Regions from separate parts of the Mus musculus genome. Here region 2 is linked to region 1. The links are chromatin contacts, called in public Hi-C maps. All regions are on one chromosome and are shown on one strand. The core of a region is the stretch at or near the end of the contact, and the rest is flanking DNA. Distances in the headings are between cores, read along the strand shown.

Region 1 (7,403 bases), core at 3,509-6,008:
GCCCTCCTGGCTCCATCTACTCACTCCAGTGTGACTCCCAGTGATAGAGAACCCACTGGTCCATATAGAGCTTGTCCCCATTACCTCTACGTGATAGTTCCCTATCTTCTCTTATTCTCCTTACCCCTGGGGGTGCTTTGGACATATTAGCTTGCCTCCATTCACCCTTACCTCAAGTGAGGTCTCACTCCTGTCCAGGCAGAGTTGGGCACTCTCCTATTCTTTATCTCTAAAAGGAGTATGTGACAGTGAGTTCCAGAGTGCTGATAGATCATAAACTCCCTCCTCCTTCCTGTCAGTCCGTGCCTCTGCCCCCCATCCTGTCAGTTCATAGCAATTCTGAATTGCCTCCTTTCTGAAACACCCTTGCCAGAAACAGTGTAATTCCTGGGAAATGGAATTAGTTGTTTCAAAAGGTGTGATAGGAGCATTTTAGAAGAGTCACTTGGTACAGAAAATGGGAAATAATCTGATCCTCCCATTTTATTTTCTTAATAAACTGACTTCCAAGCTGAAGAGTTGATAGGAGCTATACTTACCCTTGACCTGATAATGGGACGAGCACCCGGGGTCCTCATCCAGAGAAGCCCCATGTGGCTCACATGCATTGGAGAGCTCAAAGCGACTTCGGTATCCACTGTATTGCTGTTTTATCGTTACTATATTTAACATTACTATATTTAGAACACTCAACATTACAATGTTTAGTGTATTTAACATTACTATGTTTTCCATTGTTTTAATCGAAAATCTTTTTTTTATTGTTATTATTCCCCATAACAATGTCATCTAAACGTTCACCAAGGAGCAGTGCTAGTCTTAAATATTGAACCCGAATACCAATAAGTTTGGTCCAGAAGGTAAGGCTGATAATAGCTATGAAGAAGGTCAGCTACCTGTTGTGAGCCCCTGCATGCAAATATGGGCTGGAGGACTCCATGGGATATTAAGGCCAATGCTGATAAAAGAAAAAGCAGCTGTCGAAGCAAATATGCAAACGAGCTTGCAGTTTCAGATGCTCCTGTGAGTCACCCCCTCCTCATTTACCCTGGAGTCCTGAACCTATCTGCTTTAACATGTCTGTCTCTCTCAGAAATGCATCTTTTGCTCAAAATGCAATCATCCTGCAAGGTCAATGGGGCCACCCAACATGGAAAAAAACCTTTACTTTTACTGACATATTATTGGTATATTGATAGTCGTTGCTTAATGAGGCAGCAGAGACTCATTACAGACAGACCCTAGGTGGAAGCCCCAGCTGGGGATCTTAGGGCTCCAACCAAAGATGTGACATAGGTAAGTTAAAAAAAATGATGTCAAAGTCACATGATTTTTCCCAATATGTTTTGGCTTCCATTCTTTGTATACAGCAATAGTTCTCAACCTACCCAAGTTCCTCATGTTGTGGTGACCTCTAACCATAAAATTATCTTCTTATCTTCCTTGCTACTTTATAACTGTAATGTTGCTACTGTTATGAATCATAATATAAATATCTGATATGCAGGATATCTGTCTGAAAGGGGTAGCAATCCACAGGTGGAGAACCACTGCTACACGTGATAGCTTTATAGCTGTGTAAGGTACACTGCTTATGCGTTAATAATCACATGTTAATTTTAATGTATCTTAAAGTATAGCTACCGCACGATGCTCATGATACAAAGTTTCCCTTTACAATGGTTTAAGCGGACAAAACAGGTCTGTCTAAACAAACATTTTAAGTAAAGAATAGTGCAGGTGGCACACAGCACTAGTAGCAAGTATGGAAGTAGTGTGTGAATGATCGTGTTTTGAAAGCAGTTCGCTTTAAGTCATTTAGGTAAAGATGGGCACCGATTTGATGGAAATCCTGCTGAGTACCCATTGTTCTTTTGGGGCGATATATTGCATAATTGGATGTAGTGCTACTTTATATGCAGCTAATTTCAGAGACTAAAACAACCGTATCTATTAAATGCTATTTTATTTGATTAATAAAAATGCTAGATTGTTTTAGGGTTGAATAAATATAAAATGTTAATTGGATATAAAATGCTTATTTATGTGATCATGGGCATTGCCATAAAACGATAAGACAGTTATTACTGTTTAATATTGCTTTAATCAGAAGTGCTCCTGGGAAAGCTAGAAGACAATAAGTGTCTCATCACAGTAGCTCCCTAGGAATGGGAGTGATGAGCAGTTGGGACTGAGCAGGGACATCAGCTGGTGGCAAGCTGTATTTTGGAGGCCGTAGAATTGCTGGATTTAATTGAATATTTATTGTGTGTGCACTGTGTTATGCTCTTCTAGGTCTTGTGAGGAAGTTAGGTTAGATTGTACCAGGTGCGAATGATGGAAATTCAACACTGGCTGAAACAGTTCATAATTTGTGTGGTGAGTGCAATGGAGGCTTGGAGTGCCACCCTGTCTGTAATTGATGTTACAGAAACATAACCATCTCTGTGTAGGTCTGTTCATGAGCTGAGATGGCTTTATGTGACACCTGGGCTGGGAATGTGGTCACCTGTGTGTAGTGATAGCAGAAGATGGTCTCCCACAGGAAGACAACATCCCTGATATCAGAGGCTTGAAGATGGTCATGGGGAGAATGCACCTTGGAGCAAAACTTTTTTGACAAGTGGACATTGTAGAGACAACAATTTTGAAGGGGCTCACAGCATGGAGGTTTGTGCGACAATGAGACATGAGACGCTAGAAACAGGAGCTTTGAGGTGCAGCGAATTGTAAGGATGGAGAGGTGAGACAGAATCATAATGGAATCTTCTGAGAATAAAGAATGGATCCTTCTAGTGGGCAGTCTTCTGCCCGTCTCTCCTGAGAGATGATGGGTTTGAGGAATGGTGGCTGAGGTGCCCTAGCAGGAAGGTCAAGTCAGCTGTGCCAAGCTCACCTGAGCTGGCACTCTCCTGGTGCACTGGCAGCTTCTCTGATGTTCTTCTTTCTTTAGGCGTGACTCTGTGGTATCAAGACCTTATCTTAATGCCTGGCATGCCTTTTCCTGAAGGGATTTTTGCTCCAAAAGTATATACACCAGAATTATACACCCAAAGAAAACCTCATAAACCAGGCTTGCATTTCTTGACTGTTGTTTTGATTAATGGGCACAGCTGTGGGCTTTGTGAACAGTCACCCATGGAGTCTTAATTTAGCATAAACTAGTTATGTTGCTTTGGGTCAGTTGACACCTCTGTTTCCTCATCTGGGCAGTGGAAAGAAATCAGAGAAAGTACATGATGACGGAGTGGTGAGTAGGAGGGTGCCCCACATGGAGATTTGCGAATTGCACGGTGAACTTGTGGAATTAGGGCCAGCCTAGTCTAGTCCATCTGGGTGCTTGCTGCAGTGCTCCTCTGACTTAACCTGCAGGACACCTGTGATGGGATCTTCACATGGTGAAGATGGACAATGTCCCTGTGGTCACACACTCTATAGCCACCCGATTTGGGAGTGGAGAGCAAAGCTCACTCATAGGTTGCTGTGCCTTCCTAGATGGACATGCATCTATCCATAAGCAAGGGCAGCTCACTCGCATGCTTCCGTTTCTGTGGAGCTGGCTCCGTGTCTAGCTACAGCTTTCCTTATTCTGAGAGGGTTTTATTGTTTGCCTCTCATAAAAATCTTGGTAGGCATGACACCCATTTGACAGATGAGGACACTGAGTCTTGAAGCCTTTGTCTGATCTAATTTCTGACTCAGTGCTCACTCTGGAGCCTTTGGCCCCATAGAGGGCAATCCCTTTTTCATTCATCCAAATGTAGACACTTGGTGTGCGGTATTAATGCATTTATTATTCTCATCTGATGTGAGAGTCTAGGATGTAAGCAAACCCCTCAGAAGAATGTGTCCCTTTGTCCCTTTGCTGCCCCTGCCCAGCCCCTGCTCCTGCTTGGTGCTTACATAGCATTTAACCCCAGGTGTATTCTTCCCTCCTGTTTCATATTTTCTGTTTCTTACATCGGCCTCTTGAACTGGCAAGCCTCATGAAGAAATCAATAGCATCTACTGGGATGACAATGGGGGGCTGGCATGATGGCTCAGTGAGTAAAGAGGAATTGTTCCCAGGGATGCACGTGGGAGAATGAGAGAACCCACAGGTTGTCTTCTGACCGCTATGTGGTGTCCTTAACGCATGCTACCCCCTCCCCAACAAACACACACTTACAATAAATATATGAGTGTTAAGATGAAAAGGAGCATCTCCCCCCCTTCTATTTCTCCCACTTCCTCACCCTCTTTAAAATCCCAGTGTTTCTCTTAAATGACTCAGGCCTAAGGCTCAAAGCACGTTGGTTTTGAAGCAAAAGCAAGAGCCATACATCCCTGGTATGATGCCTTTATCTCCCTGGCATTTGCAGGATGATTATCCGAGATGTAGCACCCGCTTACACACAAGCCTCGGGAGCCAGTGGAGGCTTGGAGGATGCTGATTTTGGCTACGCCTTCTGGTTTGCTCTGGCATCATCTGTTAGGCAGGGCCTGTCTGCTGGGAGCATTCAAGGAGGCACCAGAGGAATCACATTTCCTCCTGAGCTCCCAACATCCAATTTTCCCCGAGGGACCTCAAATGACCCCGTCATCCACGAAGAGAGATATTTCTTTGGGAAATTGGTTTCCATTCCCAGCCTCCACACCTCACGGCGTAGCATATTTCCCACACGTCAACTTAAATACGCTGTTGTCTGTTCTCATCTTCTCTTTCTTTCAAGAACCAGTGTGGGCAGACAGGGAGCCTCACATAGCAGGGAGTGCCCAGGGCTCTCTCTCCAGCAGGAACCATATGGTGGCCTCGCAGTGCATCCCATTTCCTCAGCCCACTCTTCCCTTCTTCCTTTGCCTGGGATCTCTAACTTGTCTGCATACTTGGGAATCCCAGCCCAGCGTCTGTGTGCAGAGCTCATCCTGGGTTCTGGTGCTTTGTCTAGTGTGACTATAGTTGAGCCTGGGAGGAGTTTTATTTTTAACATATTGGTTGTTTTATGGCCAGGGTCATGGCCATGGAAAGCGACTGCATTGTTGAGAGGGTTGCACGTCCATCTGCTGTGTTTAAATCTAAAAGCTGGATAGAGACTCTCTAACTGTAGTCTCAGCCTGAAGCCATGCAGAGAGTAGACATGGACTTGGTATAGATGGCATTGTTGTACCTGTATTTTAGACATTTTATTAAAACTTAGATGAACCCAGGTCCATAAGAGTTCTTTGTAACGATATGCTCCTATCATGAACCCTTTGTTATTTATTAACTAAATCCTGATGGACACATGAACTCCAGCCAGGAGTACTAGGGTGAAGCTTTCTTCTAGCCACGTAGACCTCTGCATCCTGTGTGGCATGGATATGACTGATGCTGAAGGTTATAATTATGGTATTCCCTTATTTACAAAAAGCTCTTAGCACATATAGTACCTATCCCCCCCCCCCTCAGATTGCTTATTTTTCATTGAACTAAACTTTAGAGGCATTGTCTTATTAGATGTTGTCTTCTGGATATGTTTCTAGACAGTGTTAAGATGTTACTGTGTGCAGCTGTGTAACACCCCAGTGTGTAAAATGATCACCCTACACTTGTCTGTTCTGCTGTGGATGGGTCTTCACAGTGGCAGCAGTACATACTTATCAGGTAGTGTCACCATTTCTCCAAGCATTTGTTATCATTTTGTCCTCTACCTGGCAGCGTGGAAAGTATCCCTGGTAAACTGAGATCTCACAAATACTGAGTATGGTCAGACTCTGTAGTTTATTTATTTATTTATTTATTTATTTATTTATTTTTGTTGTTGTTGTTGTTCAGTTTGAGTGAATTTATCATGAAGCCTCAGGGTTGTTGCTTTTCAGCTTCTTAGTTGCCACAGTGGCCTGGCATGTATTCATATGTTGTAGCTGACATATCTTCCAGTGTATAAATGCCTGGTCATCTCTATTGCTAGCTTTCTATTGTGTGGTTTATATCTTTGTTTCACACACACATACATACACACAGTACTAACTCTTTGGTCATTTCTCAGCTATTCTTTCATGTAGTGGCTTATACCTTTTCTTCAAATCATCTTTTGATGAACAAAGATTTTTAACTTTAATGAGGAAAGCATATGGCTTCTGGGGGTGGGGACCTTGATGTAAAGTTTAGAATGAGATTACTTCTGATGGTGAGAGTGTCAGACTAGCTTCTTTCTCCAGATGTTATGATGTGTATGAGTGCATGTATATATGTGTGCATATATGCATGCGTGCGTGCATGCATGTGTGTATGCATATGCACTTGTCTGTATGCATGTTTGCATGTGTGTGTATGCCAGTGTACATGTGTGAATGCATGCATGTGTGTGTGTGTGTGTCTGTCTGTCTGTCTGTCTGTCTGTCCTCTGAGTCCTTCAATAACTCCATATGTCTGGCTGTCTGCCTGGCCTGCCCAGTCTGGAGACAGACATATTGTCTTAGGAAAAGTGTTGTCTCTAGGCATCAGCTACGTGGGCAGCCTCTGAGTGGTGAGCTGAGAAGTCTGAAGTTTCTGACTCTTGGAGAAACTGGAGATGGGAAGAAGTCTCCTGAACTTGGATGCCCCAGCTCTGTAAAGCTGTATTGGTGCTTCAGATGGGCCCTGTGAGTTTCTGCTTGTCTAGAGATGGTGAAGCTGGCTTGAGGGCCTCAGACTTGACAGATGACGGGAACTGGTTAAGATAGCATTTGAGGCACACCTCAATAAGATCCGGGACTCTACAAGGGAAGTCACTAATTAGAGGAAGACTCTTATATCACTCTTTTAACTTTTTTTTTTTAACTACAGGAAGAGATTAGTCAAAGTAAATGTTCCTGTTTCACTCTCTATGTGATTTAGATATGTGGGATATTTGATTCCAGATCCCAGGTTCACCCATATTCCTTCCTCCCTCCCTCTCTTCCTGCTCCTTCTTCTCCTCCTCTCTTTACTCTCTTCTTTCCTCCAGCCTCTCCCCTCCTCTTCCTCCTCCTTTTCCAGAGATTTTTGTAAATTAGTGGCAGGCTTTGACAGCTGCCTGTCTCCATGATAGGCATTTCCTACAGTTATCTTCTTGAGCCTCACAGCGGGGAGTGTATCATCTTTGGGCTTCTGATGGCCAACAGCAGAGCTATCTTTCTTTATGAGGGATCTGAACCTTGGTGTTTTGGCTCAACTGAGGCTTGCCAGAGACCTTTGTTAGCTGGTGACTCAAGGAAGATATTTACGTAATGCCTTTCACTACGGGATGCTGTGATTAATGATGAATACAGGTGAAATACTAACTTGGGTGCCTACTACACCATATAAATTCACTAAATACTCACTATAAACTAGTAAACATGAGAAATCCTAGCAGTTAACAACTAGCGCAATCAAAATTCAGATAATCAATATTAAAATCATAAGCTCATTTTCTCCATCT
Region 2 (7,403 bases), core at 3,034-5,533, 58 kb before region 1:
GGTATGCCCATGTCAACACTATACACTCACTTAGGACTTCATTCCCTCTACACATTTACCCAAGGTTTCCTAGCAACCACGACCAAACTGACCGACCAACCAACCAACCAAATTCCTATTGTATCAGCAGCATCTGTCTTTGTATCAGGTTTTCAGAGCAATGTAGAAAATCCAGTGATATATTTAGTTGCTCTAAGGCCATAGAGACCCTGTTTTACCTGCAGAGACGGTGTTGGGGAAACATTTGCAATTCTAGTTTTTTGAGCAAGTTTTCCACCTGTTTTAGTTAGCGTTTCTATTCCTGCAACAAAACACCATAACAACAACAACAACAACAACAACAACAACAATAACAGCAGCAACAGGGTTTATGAGGATTACACATCACCAAAGGAAGTCAGAACAGGAACTCAAGTAAGGCAGGAACCTGGAGACAGGAACTGATACAGAGCCCATGGAGGGGCTGCTTACTGGTTTGCTTCCCCTAGCTTGCCCAGCCTGCTTTATTACAGAATCCAGGACTCCAGCTCAGGGATAGTACCACATGGGCTGGGCCCTCCCCTTTGATCCCTAATTGAGAAAATGCCTTAAATCCCATGGAGGTATTTCCTCAATGGTGAGTCCTTCCTCTCTGATGACTCTGGCTTGCATCAACTTGACACAATACCTAAGCCAGTACACCACCCTTTTCTTCAACCTTAAGTACTTTCAGTTGAATTAAACGTGGGTCATGTAGAAAATTTCCATTTAATTTTCTTTTAAAAAAATAAGTTTCCATAGGTAGGTGTAATTTCTTTATTTTCTTCATTTATTCAGCTTAAGTTATTCAGGGGCTATGTTTTGGGGCTTAATTGGACAAAACATTAATGACCCTAGTGTTTATGTGAGAGCTGTTCCTGTGAGATTCTATTTTCTGGAGCAGGGGATATACTTATTTGTTAAAACTATTGACCCAGATGAGTTGCTGGAGATTTGTTACTGCCTTGCAGGTGGGGCCCTGGATTAGAGGTTTATAGTAGCCAAGGCCTTTAGCTCCTGAAATTCTGAGTGAGGCCTTTAAACAAAAAAGAGCAAGTCAAGGACAAAGAGTGTGCCCCAACAAACCCAGAGCTGTGAATCACCACTTTGGTAATAATTGGTTACTTAAATGGTCATTACTCAGAGGTGATGAAGGATAGCGATTTAAAAAAAGTCAAACCCTAAAGCTACCTTTTCTGATCTGATCCAATTTTTTCATTGTTTATATTTCCCCTGTGCCTCTCCCCGAATCCATCACATATGGGGAAAAGATAGAATGTGGAATTGGGCAGATGTGAATTGATATTCTGCTCAATTATGTGAATGTTGATGTGTTATTCAAACTTTGGGAGGTAGAAATCCGATCACAATAAAGTAGAAAATAGCTACTGCTGTTGCAAGAATTAAAGAAGCCAGGAAATATACCACCCCCATTACCCAGTCCAACATGAGGGAATAGGGTCCATTGGTTGCTGGGCTGCTTGATACAATCCTTGTATCTGGAGTGTACCAGCCGACATGTACTGAATAGTGGTGCACGATATGTACAGAGAGCATGCCTAGAAGTTCTTGTGGTCTGAGTATTTTTAAGATACATTTACTCTAACCCATTTGGTCTTTCCCCTACCCAAGCAAGCCAAATCATGGTTCAACGGGCATTCCATGGCCTTAAAGTAGGTAAAGATGGGGACATTTTTGCATTTATTAAGCATTGACCACGCACAGCATATTGAGTGCCTCATATTCATTTTTCACTTCTTGTAATGACCTTAATGCAGTGGATATAGTATTGCCTAATCAATTACTCCCAAACACAGTGACTTAATGGAACAACCATTTATATTTTTTTAATTGTCAGCTGGACAGTTCTGATGTGTGCCCAGCTTGGCTGATCCTGCCTGAGCTTGTTCATGTGTCTGTGGTCAACGTGTGGGTTATTTGTGCTGATCAGGTTAAAGTAGCATTAGCTGTCTGGAACATCTCAGGGATGTCGTATCAGCGTACACCAATGTCTCTGACTCTCCTGCAGGTTTAGCCTGAGTTTCTTCTTATGACAGGCAGGTGTCCAAGAAAGAAAAAAAAAATCAAGAATGCTACTGTCCAGGGGTAGAGCAAACCACACAGCCAATCTAAAAGCCGGAGTGGGAGAGCGCCATCCAAGGGAACAGCTCCAGAGAACCATGACTAAACAGAGGCTACTGCAGAGCTTAATCTAGCAGACACTCTCATCCTCCTTCACAAGAAGCGAAGGATGAGAGACGTGCTGCACCTGTTGGTAAGCGCCCTTTCCCTACTGTGTTTCTCTGTGATGTTCTTTCCTGGCCATTTCTTTCTTGGGGATGTTTTATAATTCTCTGTTCTGCTTCTTTTCATTCTCTGTTCTGCTTCTCATTATTTGGTCTGAATTTGAAACTTCATGTCAAATACTTGGGACCAGATGACTTTAACAACAGTTAGCTTAAGGACCTCCAGGGATGATGTTCAGTCAGTAAGGAGGTTCTTGTCTGAGTAAACAAGGGGGGTAAATATCAGCCAAATGGGATGGAGCACAAAGGATAAAAAAATGGGTCGATTTTACATTTCTCTCATTCACTGGCTTCTCTGACTTTGCATGGTCAGCATCTACCTCCTTCTGGATTATAACTTTAAAATCTGAGAAGGGTGAGAGGTCTCTTGATGTTGGCTTGGAACTTGGTAGCTCTTTACCTTGGGTAAAGGAGTGACCTTACTCCAGAAACAAGAACAATAGCACAGGTGTTGCTTCATGGACTAAAGGGGACCTGCTGGCCAAAGAGCTGAGTCCCCTGCAGCCACCAGGATTTGCAGCTGTTGAGCACCTCTTGAGGTCTCAAATGTTGAAGTTTGTTTTTAACACCACAGTCTCCCAGTGTGCTGCCAGGACCACACAGGGAGGCTGGGCAGCAGAAGGCTCTTAATGTATTTTATGGCTTGGTTGAGTACTCCGAACTACACTTATTAATTATGAGATGCTGTTCAGTCAGTGTTGCAATATACACATTTGGCTAATTGATTTGTACAGGCTCATATCGAGCAACATAAAGAATGTGCAGGACCATAAAGCGGGGGACTTTAACTGCTTTCATCCCCTTTGGCTTCTCCAAGAGGGACAAAGACCTTGTGTCCTTCATTGCCTAACGGGGCATCCACAATCATTTAGTGCTCAGGAAATGTCTTGAACGGGATGATGAATGAAAGGATAATTTTGTTTGTTTCTGTGTTTTTTGTTTTTTTTTTGTTTTTTGGTTTTTTTTTTTTTTTTTTTTGCCTCATTTCTCAACTGCACATGACCCTTGGATCGTGAGAAAATAGTACATCTATGGAAATATAGTGATTTCTTCCGAGCGGTTAGTTGATTTTACTGGGAACCTTCTTGATCCTTTGGCAGCCTGATGGTGGTTGGGGGTGTATTGTGGTGGAGAACTATATGAACCCCACCTCCAGAGACAGTGTTCCTTGGCTTGAGATTTTAGAAGGCATGATACCAAATGGCATACTCTTACCTAGGTAGTGACAATGTAAAGGTGGCAACTTCTGAGGGAGAAGTTTGAATGTGCTTCCCACTGAAGACTGACAGTTGCCTTTTCTGACTTTAGCTAGTCCTTTTGACTCTAGCAGTGGCTGTGCCTGCTTCACTGAGATGGCACAGAGCCCGGGCATTGCTACGCAGGTCCTAAGTGATCTCTGCCCTACAACTCCTAGAGGCAGTGGCCTTTTGCAGCTCTAGTGAGCGCCTGGCGCCCTCCCCAGACCAGGCGGCATAGAGCGTCCATCCCTAGACCATATCCAAGGGCAGGGTCCACAGAGACAGCATCCTGGCCCCTCCGCAGGGATGTCGGTTCAAAGGGCGCATCACAGTAGGGTCGCCTGCATCTTTACAGAAGGTCCTCGGGCGATCACTTGGTTGTGGCGCTCGCAGTGCCTCGGGGCTGCAGTTTGGAGAGCCGCAGGGGGGGACGCCAGGCCCTAAGGCTCCCCTGGAGCCTCCCGCATGGGTTCCACCCGCCGGAACCGGCGCCTGACCGAGTCGGATCACGCGAGCGAGCGGCATAGGGGATGGCTGTGGAAAGTTGGGGGCCGGAGCTGCGAGGCGGGGGAGCGCGCAACCCCGCGCCGATGTCCGCGTCTCATGAATATGCACGAGCCACCTCCCTCCCTCCGTGACGTCACGGGCCGTCCCGGGGTGAGCGCTGGAGCCGCTCCGGGTCCGCGCCAGTGAGTGCTGCTGTTGCGGGAGAGCGAGCGACGCGGCGAAGGGCAGCGGAGGCGGTGAGTGAGGGCGGCGGCGGCGGCTCCAGAAGCGCACCCGGCAGCTCCAGGGAGGCGGCGCGGCAGGCACCGGCGGACACCAGCGGACGCCAGCGGACACCGGCAGGCGAGGCCGGCGCGAGCGGTAGGAGGCGGCGGCTGCAGCTCGGTGGCGGCTCAGGCGGCGAGGATGCTGCCGGGGAGGCTGTGCTTGGTGCCGCTCCTGCTGGCGCTGGGCGTAGGGAGCGGCGGCGGCAGTGGAGACGGCGGAGACAGCCGGCGGCGCCGCCTCCTCGTGGCGAAAGGTGGGTGCTGGGGAAGTTTGTTCCTCTTCTGGAAGGAAGCAGGGCGGGCTCGAGGGTGCAGACCCTGGACTTACTCGTCTAACACCCGCCCTTTCTTGTGGCAGCTTCGGCTTCTGCGCGCACCGTCCTCGAAGTGTGCGCCCTAAACTGTGGACCCAAGAGGTTCTCCAGCCCAACCTCTGGGCGGGGTCCAGGCGCCAAGGAGAAGGGGAGGTCTATGGAGTATAGAGAACTTTGGGGGCCCTGTGTGCTGGGGTGGGAGCATCGCGGGGCTTGGCTCAGGGATGCTTTGAGCAAGGCAGGACATGGGCGCTGTAGCGGGGGCTGGGGAGTGGGTGAAGCAGGTGTCTGTCTGCTTCTGCTTTGGGGGCAAGAACCAGGGGCGTCTTCAAAGCAGCGAGACGAGCTGGACTGGCACTCCAGCTTGAGGATGGCGTGGGAACTTGTAGGCTCCTGAAAGCCTTGCCCGCACCCAGGCGCTCCTCCTGCTCCTCCGCAGCGCGGGCTCTGGCTCCCCTGGGAACTCACGCCCTCAAGATGGGCAGAGTCCGGAAGAAGCGCGGGATGTGATGGTTGCTACTGCGGCTCACACTCTGCTTTTCTTCGGAGGACCGAGCCTCCGAGCCTAGAGCTCCTCTCTGGTCTTTATAGTTGATCTTGACCTCTCTAATCCTCTAAGATTCTCCTGAACGCTGGCGTTATCAGGGGAACCTGAAGCCCGCAAGCCCCAGACTTTGACAGCTGTCTGGGAGCGCTGGGAGAAGCGCAGGTTGGGGAGCCTGCATCTGGAGGGCGGGTCTGGAACAGAAGGTCACGCGGTAGCCAAAAGCTGGGAAGCATCGCAGGAGCCCAATTGGGGTGGATGATGGTGGGCTCAGGGAGACTGTAGCAGATTGCAGGATGGAGCGTTTGGCTTAAGTGGTAACTTGTTGATTCTCTGCACTGTTGACGAGGAGGGCGTGCTTTTGATTTCTGCCAGGTGAACGGGTGACATATGGTCCTTGGAATTCTGTCTGGCGATATTTTGAAAACAGAGTTTTTGTCCTTGTTGGAAAAAGATTCCCAAGTAGAGACAGCTTGATTTAGAGGTTTGTTGGCTGAGCTGGTATGAAAAGCACAGCAGCCTGGATCTCTCCGGAGACAGGGCAATTGGGGAAGCAGGCCATTCCATTTGCCTTGTCTGGACTTTGAGAGCGGCCTCTCCTGACATTTGCAAGTGATAAATTTGGGAAAAGAGGTGCTCCTATTCTTTTTAATCTATTGATTTCTGGTGACATAAAATGGAAAAGATTTTATGCACAGGTGTCTTTCTAACACGTACCTCTCCTCTTCCTCAAGGAGTTTCTTTTTCCCTTTCTTTCTTTCTTCCTTTCTTTCTTTCTTTCTTTCTTCCTTTTTTCTTTCTTTCTTTTTTTCTTTTTTTGAGAAGACAGAAAAATTCATCATGAAAATGTCTTTTTAAAAGTGGTATGGTAAAAGGTTGTCTGTATGAAGGGACCAATGTACTATGCTGTTGCTGTTGTTCTGGTGAAAATAAGGATAGAAACCGAGCGTCCGAACAGTCTGTTCTTCCAGTACGGACACTTTGACAGGTAGGCAGATTTCATCCTTTCAGGGGAGCTCACGGTGAGTAAGGATTAGAGAAGGAGTAATTTGGGAAGAGAGCCCCTCCTGTAACACCTTGCTGAGTTTGCCAAGAATGGGAAATGAGAGGAGAGGGAGAGAACAAAAAGCCACAACAAATGCAGGCTTCCACAGGTCTAGATTATGTAAATAATTGTATATAAAATAATTTAAATCCGTAATTTTCTTCCCTTAGAATATATCCATTTCACATTTAAAGCTATTTGTCATTCTACTCTAAAAGTTTTATTGGCCTTGAGAATAGGAGCTACTCTGGATTCTCCTTGTCTTTCCCCTTCAAGCCACAAGGGGGCTGCAAAGAGCACCATTTATTTATTTATTTATTTATTTATTTAATTTATTTATTTCGAAACAAGGACTATTTGGTCACAACAGACACATTTATTATAACAGTTTATTTAACATTTACAGGTCAGACTTTCTTTATTTCAGTGCACTTGAAGTTTACATTTCTAAATTGTACAACCCCTGAGGACTATTTGGGAGGAACAATAAAACTGAGTTTTGCACGTAACACACACTGCCTCTGATAGCGCTGTTTTGTAAGGCTTCTATCATTTCTATTCCCATCGTTAAAAAGGAGAAGACTCAGGAGGGCCCTTGAGAGAGACTGAACAGAGAGACAGCTGTCTTTCTCAGTGCACTTCCGAGTTCACGGGTAGAAAGAAGACAACCAGGAGTGTGCATGACGATGCCTTAGCTGAGGGGTACAGACCTTGTGAGTTGGACACACCCTCTAAATAACTTTTTACAGGTGTTCTGCTGGTCTCAAATTCCTGTGAGGTGGCACATCTGAATACCAGTGTGTTCTGCTTTTGCATTTCTTACTTCTTGCTGCAGGGGACCTAGAAGCTAACTCCTGACCACTGCTGGGGTTTTCCACCTAAGGTTGAGCTTCCAGTGCAGCCATGTTCCAGAAGCAGACATGAATAAAGTAGCCGGGCAGTTAAAACTGCTTCCTCATCTTCCTATGCTTAGGATACACATAAAAACAAGCCCTTCTTGGATTCCTATACACACACACACACACACACACACACACACACACACACACTATGAACAATGCTTGGGAATTATTCTAGAGAAAGGCACAATGTATCAGAGAAAGACGATGAGCTCCAGAAGTCACCTGAAGGTTTATGTTACGTTTAATAAAATGCCAGTGACCTT

Evidence for each region. A called contact is a pair of places that touch in the nucleus more often than the background predicts.
Region 2: a Hi-C map of cerebral cortex shows a contact between it and region 1, with 2.1 times the contacts expected there. The contact joins the promoter of Clstn2 here to the enhancer-like site in region 1. A contact is called at or near these places in 3 of 484 Hi-C or Micro-C datasets (cerebral cortex, forebrain and olfactory sensory neurons) and 2 of 9 other capture datasets (adipose tissue and liver).

The regions. Positions count from the first base shown.
Region 1 is chr9:97,972,311-97,979,713 of GRCm38.p6, reverse strand. The region is part of intron 1 of Clstn2 (calsyntenin 2); the gene reads left to right. Among named protein-coding and RNA genes, the nearest start is that of 4921534H16Rik, 27 kb to the left of the region's middle. Within about 2 kb of position 4,758, at least 10 of the 459 cell types and tissues checked have an H3K27ac peak or open chromatin away from gene starts, as enhancers often do. A contact at or near this core is called in cerebral cortex and olfactory sensory neurons, where this site is marked.
Region 2 is chr9:98,030,047-98,037,449 of GRCm38.p6, reverse strand. It overlaps Clstn2 (calsyntenin 2), which reads left to right and starts at 4,283. Exons shown (of 18, transcript NM_022319.2): 1 at 4,283-4,589. The coding sequence starts at 4,475.